2 separate regions of the Ovis aries genome follow, and region 1 is linked to region 2. The links are chromatin contacts, called in public Hi-C maps. All regions are on one chromosome and are shown on one strand. The core of a region is the stretch at or near the end of the contact, and the rest is flanking DNA. Distances in the headings are between cores, read along the strand shown. Region 1 has its middle 120 kb from the start of EDEM3. Region 2 overlaps TSEN15 (tRNA splicing endonuclease subunit 15).

Evidence for each region. A called contact is a pair of places that touch in the nucleus more often than the background predicts.
Region 1: a Hi-C map of muscle shows a contact between it and region 2, with 3 times the contacts expected there. The contact joins two enhancer-like sites. A contact is called at or near these places in 5 of 16 Hi-C or Micro-C datasets (mixed tissues, muscle, skin fibroblasts and 1 more).

The regions. Positions count from the first base shown.
Region 1 is chr12:65,106,217-65,111,094 of ARS-UI_Ramb_v3.0, reverse strand. It overlaps the pseudogene LOC114117278. Among named protein-coding and RNA genes, the nearest start is that of EDEM3, 120 kb to the left of the region's middle. Within about 2 kb of position 2,019, at least 9 of the 54 cell types and tissues checked have an H3K27ac peak or open chromatin away from gene starts, as enhancers often do.
Region 2 is chr12:64,566,794-64,571,913 of ARS-UI_Ramb_v3.0, reverse strand. It overlaps TSEN15 (tRNA splicing endonuclease subunit 15), which reads right to left. Exons shown (of 4, transcript XM_060396195.1): 4 at 3,965-5,120. Among named protein-coding and RNA genes, the nearest start is that of TSEN15, 31 kb to the right of the region's middle. Within about 2 kb of position 1,408, at least 6 of the 54 cell types and tissues checked have an H3K27ac peak or open chromatin away from gene starts, as enhancers often do.

The sequences.
Region 1 (4,878 bases), core at 770-3,269, 540 kb before region 2:
GTATGTCGTGCTTACAAGCGGGGTTTGCTATACGCATTATTTTTATACATGCTGAGTTGTAGGTTCTATGGCCATATGAATTGTATGGAATACTGCTATAGAATTCAGGACTGTTTTTCTTTGGCTTTATACATGTTAAACACGTGTGAATCTTTCAAAAAAGCTATGGGGAGTGCTGATTGGCTACTAGTTTTCACGTGCACTCAGCGGCTGCCTGGGTCAGCCAGTTGGCAGCAAGGATTGATTACTTCTGAGGTGACCCGTGGAGGTGGCTGTGTGGGTAGATGGGAGGTCCGTCTTCACTGGGTCTTAGCCCAGTATGTCAAGTAACAATGGTAAACAAATTCAGGGACAACACATTATGAATAAGTTCTCAAAGTGCCTCCTGCTGAGAGCAGCAGGGCCCCCTCTGCTGGTAGGGCCTGAGAATGCTGGGCTGACCCTGTCACGAGGACAGGTCTCTCAGGACTGGTCTTGGAAGATTATGGAACTCGTACGAACTCCTTGGAATGAGCTGCTGACTCCAGATTATCTATCCCAGCATGCAGAAAAGCTGGGAAGGTAAGTGGAAAGCTTGGGAAGGCAGAGAAGGGGAGAGGGAAACAGGGCGAGAGAGGGAGGGGGAGAGAAGAAAGGAGGAGGGAGAAAAGAAAAGTAAGGAACCCCCAGGTGTAGGTGCTGTGCAGGAAGGGCTGCCTGGGGTCCCTTCCACGTCTCACAGCGGCCTATGTGTATGAGGAGTACATGGTGGGTTTGGTTGAGGAGGGACACATTTAGGGGAGCTGTTTCAACTGGAGGAAGGGAAGATGAGACGGAAGGAAGGATGAGAATACTGGAGGGAAGCTGGAGAAGGTGGCTCAGAGGTGGCCCAGGCAAAGAATGTGATCAAGCAGAGAGGACGTGGCGTGCTGACCCAAGGCACACATGTGAGTGGCCCTAAGGCTGAGTGGTTACAAGCTAGGCCTCTGAGTCAGATGACCTAATCCTGGGTCTGCATGCATGCAGTGTGACCTTGGGCAAGTTACTCAATCTCTCTGTGGCTCAGTCTCCCCAACTATAAAGCTTCATAGGGGTTATCTGAAGGATTATGTGAGAGAACATTTCGTCTCTGTTTGGTATGTGGCAGTGACTGTTATGAGGGTGGACCAGTTGGGGACCAGTTGATGGCCTTGATGTCACACTGTCCCCCAGTGACTATCAGTGTTTGGTAGACTCGGCTTCTGCTAAGAAGTCCATTCACCTGGGACCTGAGGATGCAAATCAGCTCTGATCATGACCAAGAGACTTCAGTTTACCTGGGTCTTCCTACTTAATACCAATGACCCTGTTTACTTTTAGTTTGGAAAATCTTCAAGCTTTTTCCTTCCAATTTTGTGTGGGGGAGGAGGGGTGGGAATGAGGAGATGTTTGTGGCCCCTGGCAGGAGTCAGAGGGGACCCCGGGGCACCAGAATTCCAGAGTCCCTAGGAGCACAAATCCTGAAGATTATGTCAAGGATAAAAGAGGATTTAGGGTGACGATTTAAAGCTTCCTTTCTCCTTTTTCGGCCAAGGGCCTGGGAAGAGGGGGTGGGAGCTGAAAACAGACAGAGCCTTGTTAGTGACTTGAATTTTCACATGTAGAATGATGGAGCTTCGGAAGGGAGTTTCTGCTCTGCGTGGCCCGCCCATCCCACGCCATCTAACCTGATCTTTAAATCGGCAACTCCATTTGTATTCCAGTCTGACCATGGGAGACTCATATCCCTGTGGGCCCCAGCCTTGGTTTGTAGCTGATGAGAAGTGTTCAGGGGAGGCTTCAGCCAACACAAAAGGACTGTGGGGAAACTAGCCAGCCCCAGGCTCACCCCACAGCTGGGGCCCTGGGAAGCAGGGAGGAGGCAGACCAGTCTTTACAACTGCTTTTTATAGGATACTGTCTGTCTTGGTTATATTCAGGGCTCTCAGTCCCAGATAGGAGAGCAAACCATGAGAACCCAGTGTCAGGTCAATGACCAAGTGCCGAGCATACCAATGACCACAGCTCTGGGAACAATTGGAGCAAGTGCTTGAAATTCCAGCCGCGAGCCTGGCTGCCCCACGTGAGGGGATGCTTATGTCTCGGGTAACATCCCAGCTGGCAATTCCCGAACTCACCAGGAGTTCAACCACGGCAGCCCCAGTTATAACCACCATAACCCTCACCCCACACTTTGGCTCTGCCCCAGACAAGGTCCTGTTCTGTGTGTTCAGTTGAGAGATGCTGCAGGAAGATGAGCAGCCACTGCTCCCAGCCCCCTTGCCAAGGGGACCCAGCTCTCTTGGGGATGGGAGCTGCCTTCCCTGAGGTTTGTCAATTTGATGGGAAGAGGCTCCTTTCCAAGATGCTGTGTGTTAGCCTGAACGTATCTCCCAGGGCCAGGGGCATCCTGAGAGCTGACAAGCAGTGGGGTGAGGAACACTGCTAGCAGGAGTAGGCTTAGGCTGCAGCTTGAGGTCAGCGATAACCTGGGGTCAGTTATGAGGGGTAAGTCTCCCGTTCAGGATGGGGGAGTTCACGAAATTCTCTTCCTTCAGAATGGCTTAAGCAAAATCCTGCCTGGACACCCGATGAACCCTGAGGCCTTTCGCTAGCCTGAGCTCTTCATCTTCTGGGGGTTGATTCGTTCTCTTGTCCACCACCAAGAGGGACTCACCTTCACGCGTCACCCGGAGTCCTCCTTATTCCTCACCTTTCCCGGTTCATTCTTATCATCACGATTGGTAGCAGAGTTGGGTGTTTCCTTTTCCAGGCTCTTACAGCCCCTTGGAGTGTGTGGACGGTCCAGCATGCACTACTATTCCATAGCTCCCTGGGGGCAGGGTTCATTCTGTCCATCTTTGTTTGCTGGTGACCATCTCAGTGGCATACTGGGTGCACAAGTGGCTTGGGGACCCTCCCTGTGCCTCACAGTGGCCTGGGGAGATACCTAAAAATACCCAGCCCTGCTCCTGGAGATCCTGACTTGAGTGACCTGAGGTCTGGACGTTGGTTGTGGTCTGAAAACCTCCCCATGTGACCTAACCTGCAGCCATGGTTGAGAACCATTCCCCCAGAGTAGACCGTTAATGAAAGCTTGTCTTAGGATGAACCAATGAGCTTTGTCTAAGTGACACCTTCTCTTTTATTGTGTGTGTGTATGTGTGTGATTCTCAAGCCCTACTCACCCCTAGCATTTATTCACTCTTAACACCATTAGTTTGAGCCATACAACTCTTGGGATTGGTGTTTATACACTCTCGTGTGTAGAATGGATGGCTAGTGGGAAGCTGCTATACAGCAGAGGAAGCTCAGCTCAGGGCTCCTTGATGACCTAGAGGCGGTGGGAGGGAAGCTCAAGAGGGAGGGGATATGTTTCTACATAAGCTGATTCACTTCATTGTGTAGCAGCAACTAACACAGCATTGTGAAGCAGTTGTGCTCCAATTAAAAAAAAAAAGTTCTGGAAGGAGAGCTACTGGCAGGCATTTCAACTCTGATGTTTAAAACAGCATTGAACAGCTCACTAAGTCTTAGGAAGTTCCTTCTCTAGCAAGTGGAATTCTCTCTCATTCTCCAGCATCACTTCACATCTGCCAAGCCTCTTCTTTAACGTTTCCTCGATGGGAGACCATGTTTCTGAGCCGTGTGGAAAGTAGTCATGGGCAGGTCTGAGGGGCCACGTGTGAGCCCCCAGGTGGGTTGAGCAGCCTGCAGGGAGATGCATGTGGACAGGGTGTGTTATGCCAAATGGGAACACACATGAGGTGATTGAGTTTCATTCACAGCAAAAATGAGAGAGTCAGATCACAAAACATTTGCTGAAATACCATATGATATTGCTTACATGTGGCACCTAAACCACCACACAAATGAACCTATCTATGCAAGATAATCAGACTCACAGACTCAGAGAACAGACTTGTGTTTGTCGGTGGGGGGTGGGGGAGGGAAGGATTGGGCATTTGGGATTAGCAGATGCAAACTATTACATACAGGATGGATAAACAATAAAGCCCTACTGTGTATAACAGGGAACTAAATTCAATAGTGATAAACCCTGATGGAAAAGAATATGAAAAAGAATGCATATACATATAACTGAATCATTTTACTGTAACAGCAGATATTAGCACAACCTTCACTAAATTAAAAAAAGAGTTTGCTGAGTCCAGTTCTGTGTGCAGCTCACTGCTAGGTGCTGTGGGACTTCAGGGTGCCTGCCCTCTGTGTGGGAAAGCGAGAGAAGAGGACCTCAAAATATGAGCTGAAGCACAGATTTCCAAAGCTCCCAGAGCTCCAAAAGGGGTGATGTCCATTCCCTGTCAGAGCTTTGGTGTCTCAGCTGTGGCTGACAACAGCCCCTGAGCCTAAATCAGCGGCAGCTGGTCCCTGGGACGAGGTCTCTTTTTGAACATACGAAAAGAGCACAGGGAATATATTGCAAATTCACAGGTACTGTATTTCCCATATTTGCTCCAGTTACTTAAAAAATTTTTTTTTTACTGTGTGTCAGATCTTGGTTGCAGCATGCAGGCTCTCTAGTTGTGGGGTGCAGGCTTAGTTGCTCTGCAGAGGCAACGTGGGATCTTAGTTCCCTGACCAAGGATTGAACCACATCCCCCTGCATTGAAAGTTTGAGTCTTAACCACTGGACTGCCAGGGATGTCCTTGCTCAAGTTAATTTTTTAAAACACTGAAACGTTGTTAACTCACCCCTGTGCCATTTCCCCTTCCCCCCTCCTTTTTTTTTTTTAAGAATGAGCTTCTATAATTTACATCTTATGTATGCCTAATCATTTTTTAAAATTCATTTTTAATATTTAGTTTTATTTATTTGGCTGTGTGGGGTCTTACTTGTGGCATGCAAATTCTTAGTTA
Region 2 (5,120 bases), core at 159-2,658:
TCAGCTGTGTCCAACTCTTTGCAACCTCAAGGACTGCAGCATGCCAGGCCTCCCTGTCCATCACCAACTCCAGGAGCTTGCTCAAACTCATGTTTATCGAGTCAGTGATACCATCCAACAATGAAAGCGTCATCCAACTTTTATCACTTTATACATATACATGCATATACTTTTACACATAAAGTAATAAAAGCAAGTAAACGGGGCTTCCCAGGTGGCACTAGTGGTAAGAACCCACCTGCCAAAGCAGGAGACATAAGAGACATGGGTTCGATCCCTGGGTCGGGAAGATCCCCTGGAGGAGGGCATGGCAACCCACTCCAGTATTCTTGCCTGGAGAATCTCATGGACAGCGGAGTCTGGAGCGCTACAGTCTGTCACGTCTCAAAGAGTCAGACACGACTGAAGCAACTTAGCATAGCACAGCAAGTAAATAACATCAGCTCTGCTGTGAGAATCAAAATAAACAGTACTGAAGCTCTTGGTAGCGAATAAAAGACTACAATTATTGTTTAGCATTTATATGTAATACTGGCTTGTAACATTCTCAAATTACCTGTACACAGAGATTTTTCTCCTTGTAAGTCAGACAAAAGTCTTTGAGAGGTGCCCTAGGCAATATTTCTCTGTATCTTGTCCAACGTTCAGTCGTTTGGGACAAATAATAAATATGCAATGATTTTCTGAAAACTGTTCAGTTGTGGAATCCCTTCACCATTAAGTAAACAGCATAAACTTCATACTTCATATGCTGCGTGACAGGTATTCCTCACTCATACCAGCAACACTCTTTAGAGTTTTGGCCAGGAGAGTCGTAATATGCTATCTGCACTCCTTAAGAGCACAGGTCATATCTCAATAATCTTTGTTACCTCAGCACCTACCATAGTCATCTAAGCACAGAGGAGTCCAGTTAATGTCTGAAGATAAATTAAATGTTAATAAATTAATAAACTTTAATTAAATTCCTAATACTACCTCCAATTAGTATCCTGAAATCTAAAAAGCCAATCTTTGTTTGATTTTAGTTAAAATGGTTTATCTTCCAGAATCATCTAAACATTTTAAAAGTAGACCCATCCAATAAGTTATGTGATTTTCCCATCTTCTTCCTTTGTGAACCTAAGTAAGCTCTTATTCAAAGATCATTAAGGGGATTAGCTGCAGGAGTGGGGGTGGTAAGGAACGGACAGCTCTTGGTCTGGAAGGAGGGAAAATTGTACTAATTGTTCAGAGAATACGACATTATTCCGCACATGTAAACAGTCAAGGTAACATACTGCAGATGGATAAAGAGCTTCTGTCTAGAAGAACTATAAACTCTGGCAGGAACCACAGTGCTGCCGCAGTGAAAGCCCTCCTGCTGGGGCTGCAATGGAAAAAGTGACCTCAGTGAGGAATTCAGAACTGAAACGCTCGGAGAGAGAAGATGAAACACCATGAAGTTTTGATTAAGCCACTTGGTTCCAGGCATATAAAAGTGTAAAGCTGTTTCAGCTTTTTTTCAAACTGCAGATTCCATGAACTTTGTGGATGACTATTCTATTCTAGTTGTAGCTTAGAATTCCTAAGTGCCTCCACCCTCTGTTCTTCATGAGAGATATGCAGTGTTTAAGACCGCATTCTCCTAGACAGCCCAGGTAAGGAAGCAAAGTAAGTTCAGTCTGGAGTCACAGGACCTAGATCACTCAGTGTTCTGAGCCGTCCCAGCACAGAAGGAGCACTGAGGAGGAACCCCAAAATACAAAGACAAAGACAGTACTAGAGGGAAACCACCGCACACCCTTTCCTCCATCCTGCTCCCATCTAGAGAGGGCGTCCCTTTAGTGGACAAGTTTATAGGTGTTACAGTAGCAATTTACATCTCTCACCACCAGGAATTAGCCAGTTCAGTGAGTGTTTTAGAGCTGGTGTCTCTTGCTACCTGATCTGCTCTTGAAAATTTTATTTAATGTATTAGGCTTCTGCATGGAAAAAATGAAATGCATCATGGCAGACGAATATGAACAAAACCATATTCGAGGAAAAAAAAAACAGTCACCCACCCACTCTTGCCCCAAATAAGCTTTTATTTTTAAATATAGATTTATATTTCCAGTAATGCATGAATCAAGTCACATATTTAATGTCAGCAGAGAGTGTAATTTTGGAGTCATACCAGAAAGAAAAAGGAGGGGGAAGGTAAGCACATAAAACTTATTTATATTTTTATTTATTTTCATCGATTGAAAATAAATTTTCAGGAGTACCACTTCTCAAGTTAATTCATTTCTAAAGTCTGAAAATTTTGTGCTTATTTAGCAGTGCCCTCTGGTGTCCAAACTGATCATTTTAGTTTGCCTTCGGGCAAAAAGTAAACCATTATACAAATAAACAAGTCTACAATTAGCATTCATTTTTTCATGAAATATTTGAGTGCTCAGTATATGCCAGTTTGTGAAAGGTGATGAGCTACACAGAAGTATTTTTAAAAAGACATGGTTTGTTATCACTTATATGTGGAATCTAAAAATAAAACAAACTAGTGAATATTAACAAAACAGAAACAGACTCAGAGATACAGAGAACAAATTAGAGGTTACCAGTAGGGAGGAGGGAGGATGGAGGGGCAAAACGGGGGTAGGGGGTTAAGAGACACAAACTACTATGTGCAAAATAAAAACCAACAAGGATACACTGCACAGAAAGGGAAATATACCGTTATGCTGCAGTAACTTTAAACGGGGTAGAATCTAGAAAAGTATTGAATCATTATGCTATATATCTGAAACTAATATTGCAAATCAACTACAATTTAATTTAAAAAATTTTAAGGACACAGTTCTTTGTTCTGTTCTTAAAGAGCCCATTGTCTAACAAGAGAAGTAGATGTAAATGCAATTATCTGATAAAAGGTTAATTACTTGATCATACTATAGAAATCAGTTTACCAATTTTTCACTAAAATGAGACCAACAGAGCTAAGTTGTCTCCATTTTCAACCTGTTCTGGACCATTCTTCACACGAGCAGGTATCTGGCTGTCCTGGGACAGGGCGACTTCTGTCAAGTACATAGGGACCATTCCAAAAAAAGAGTAAACGTTCCAGAACATACAGGGAGATTGAAACCTAGTTTTGGAGCTTTCTCACAGAAAGCTCCTTTCACAGTCAACCCCAAGGCACTTCTGATCTTGTAGTTACCTAGGGGCCCACCGGTCACCAGGCCTGACACATAAATTTAATGTTCATTTAGTCTTACATATCTTTCTGAAAATACAGACTGTTTTCTAACACTGCAATGAAAAGCCTCAAAAGGAGTCAAATGGCAAAGACCCTACGAACCGATAAGTCTGCACATTTCTACCTGGGGTCACAGAAACACACTTTGTTCTGAATTGGCGGATATTCAGGCCTTCTGGGGAAGGAAAGACCAAGACCTTCCATCAAAAAGAAAAGTCAAATTCAAATAACACCAAAGGAAAGGAGTCAGGAACTACTGTGGCTCAAGAATGATGCTTTAAACAATTTTCCTTCTTTTGGCCAAGTTCCCATTCTTGTTACTGCTGTTTTCAAGTGTAATAAGCCCTGGTTTGCTTCTAACCAACAGAAAATGGCAAAGGTGACAGGATCCATGACTACATTATGTAAGATTACAAGGTCCACCTTGCGGACTCTGTCACTGGCTTTGAGCAAACAACCAGTTACGCTGGCAAGGCTCATGCGACCAAGAGGGTGGCCTCTTGCTAACAGCCCACTAAACCGAGGTCCTCAGTACAAGGGCCCACAGAGAACAGAAAGCTGCTCCCAACCACAGGAGTGAGGAAGGAGACCTTTCCCCAGTACAGCCTCAGATGAGACTACAGCCGTGACAGCCTTACAAAGGACCCAATGCTGAGATATTAAACGTGTTGTAGTTTTAAGCTGCAAAATTTGTGGTAATATTAATATACAAAAATAAATCACAAATACAGATCTCAGGATACATTTTTTTACTTTAAAACATTTTTATTATAAAAGTAATACCAACAAAGAAAAACTAAAATCTTAAAGAAAGACAAAGCCGTCCATTTACTGCCCTGCGCTCCTATTATAACTACAGTTAGGAATTTATTTTGTCCTCTTTTTTATTATACACTTGGTGTGTTATTTACAGCCATAATCATACCCATTCATACACTTTTGTATCTTGCTTTTTTATTTTTACTAAGCATTTTCTCATGTTTTACAGCATACTCATTTCTAATTTTTAATGGGTACATAACACACAATTCATTACCTTTGTATGTTTATTGACTATTTCCCCAGACCAGGTGTTGGCAAACTATGGCCATGTGTTTGTAAATAAAGTTTTATTGGAATACAGGCATATCCATTCATTTACATACTGTCTACAATTATTTTTATTCTACAGACAGCATAGCTGAGAAGTTGTGAGAAAATCTATATGGCCTGAAAAACCTAAAATAGTTCCTTTCTGGCACTTTCCAGAAAAACTTCCCTGACTCTTGCTTTAACTTTTAAAATACGTTTCTTTGCAACAATTAATTAAGAAAAAGTAGAAAAACTAGGTCTACTGAAGAAAGATGTTTTTAAGGTTCACACTGTCCGCTACCATTAATATCTCTCCTACAATAGTCTAGCTATGATACAGTATGGTGGTAGTAGTAAGAATAGGGAAAAAAAAGGCCCAGTGCTCTTGTAGGTTAACACTTCTCTGGTCCCTATTAATCTAGATATGCAATTTTATACTCTGGATGAGCATATTTTTAATTTTGATTTAAAGTTAACCAAAGAAGGAAGTAACATTAATTGTACCATGAAAACTAAAGTAAATTCTCCATTTCTGCAGACTAGCTGTAGTGACCAAAAGGCACAGAGAGAGTTCAGTAAGGGAAAGAGATGGTGGTCTCAAGAATGTCCTATCCTTCTGAACATACCATAGGCATAAACTTGTATATGACTATAATCAAACTGTCTCCAGGTGAGAAAGTTCTAGAGCAACTATCTTACTATTTTTTTTTTTAAACAAAATAAATTCTATATGGGAAAGTTTTATTCTTCAAAAAAGAAAACTTCTGGAATGGGACCAGCTAAGTCAGCCCTGACTATCTCTGAGATAAAAGATGAACCAGGCTGATGG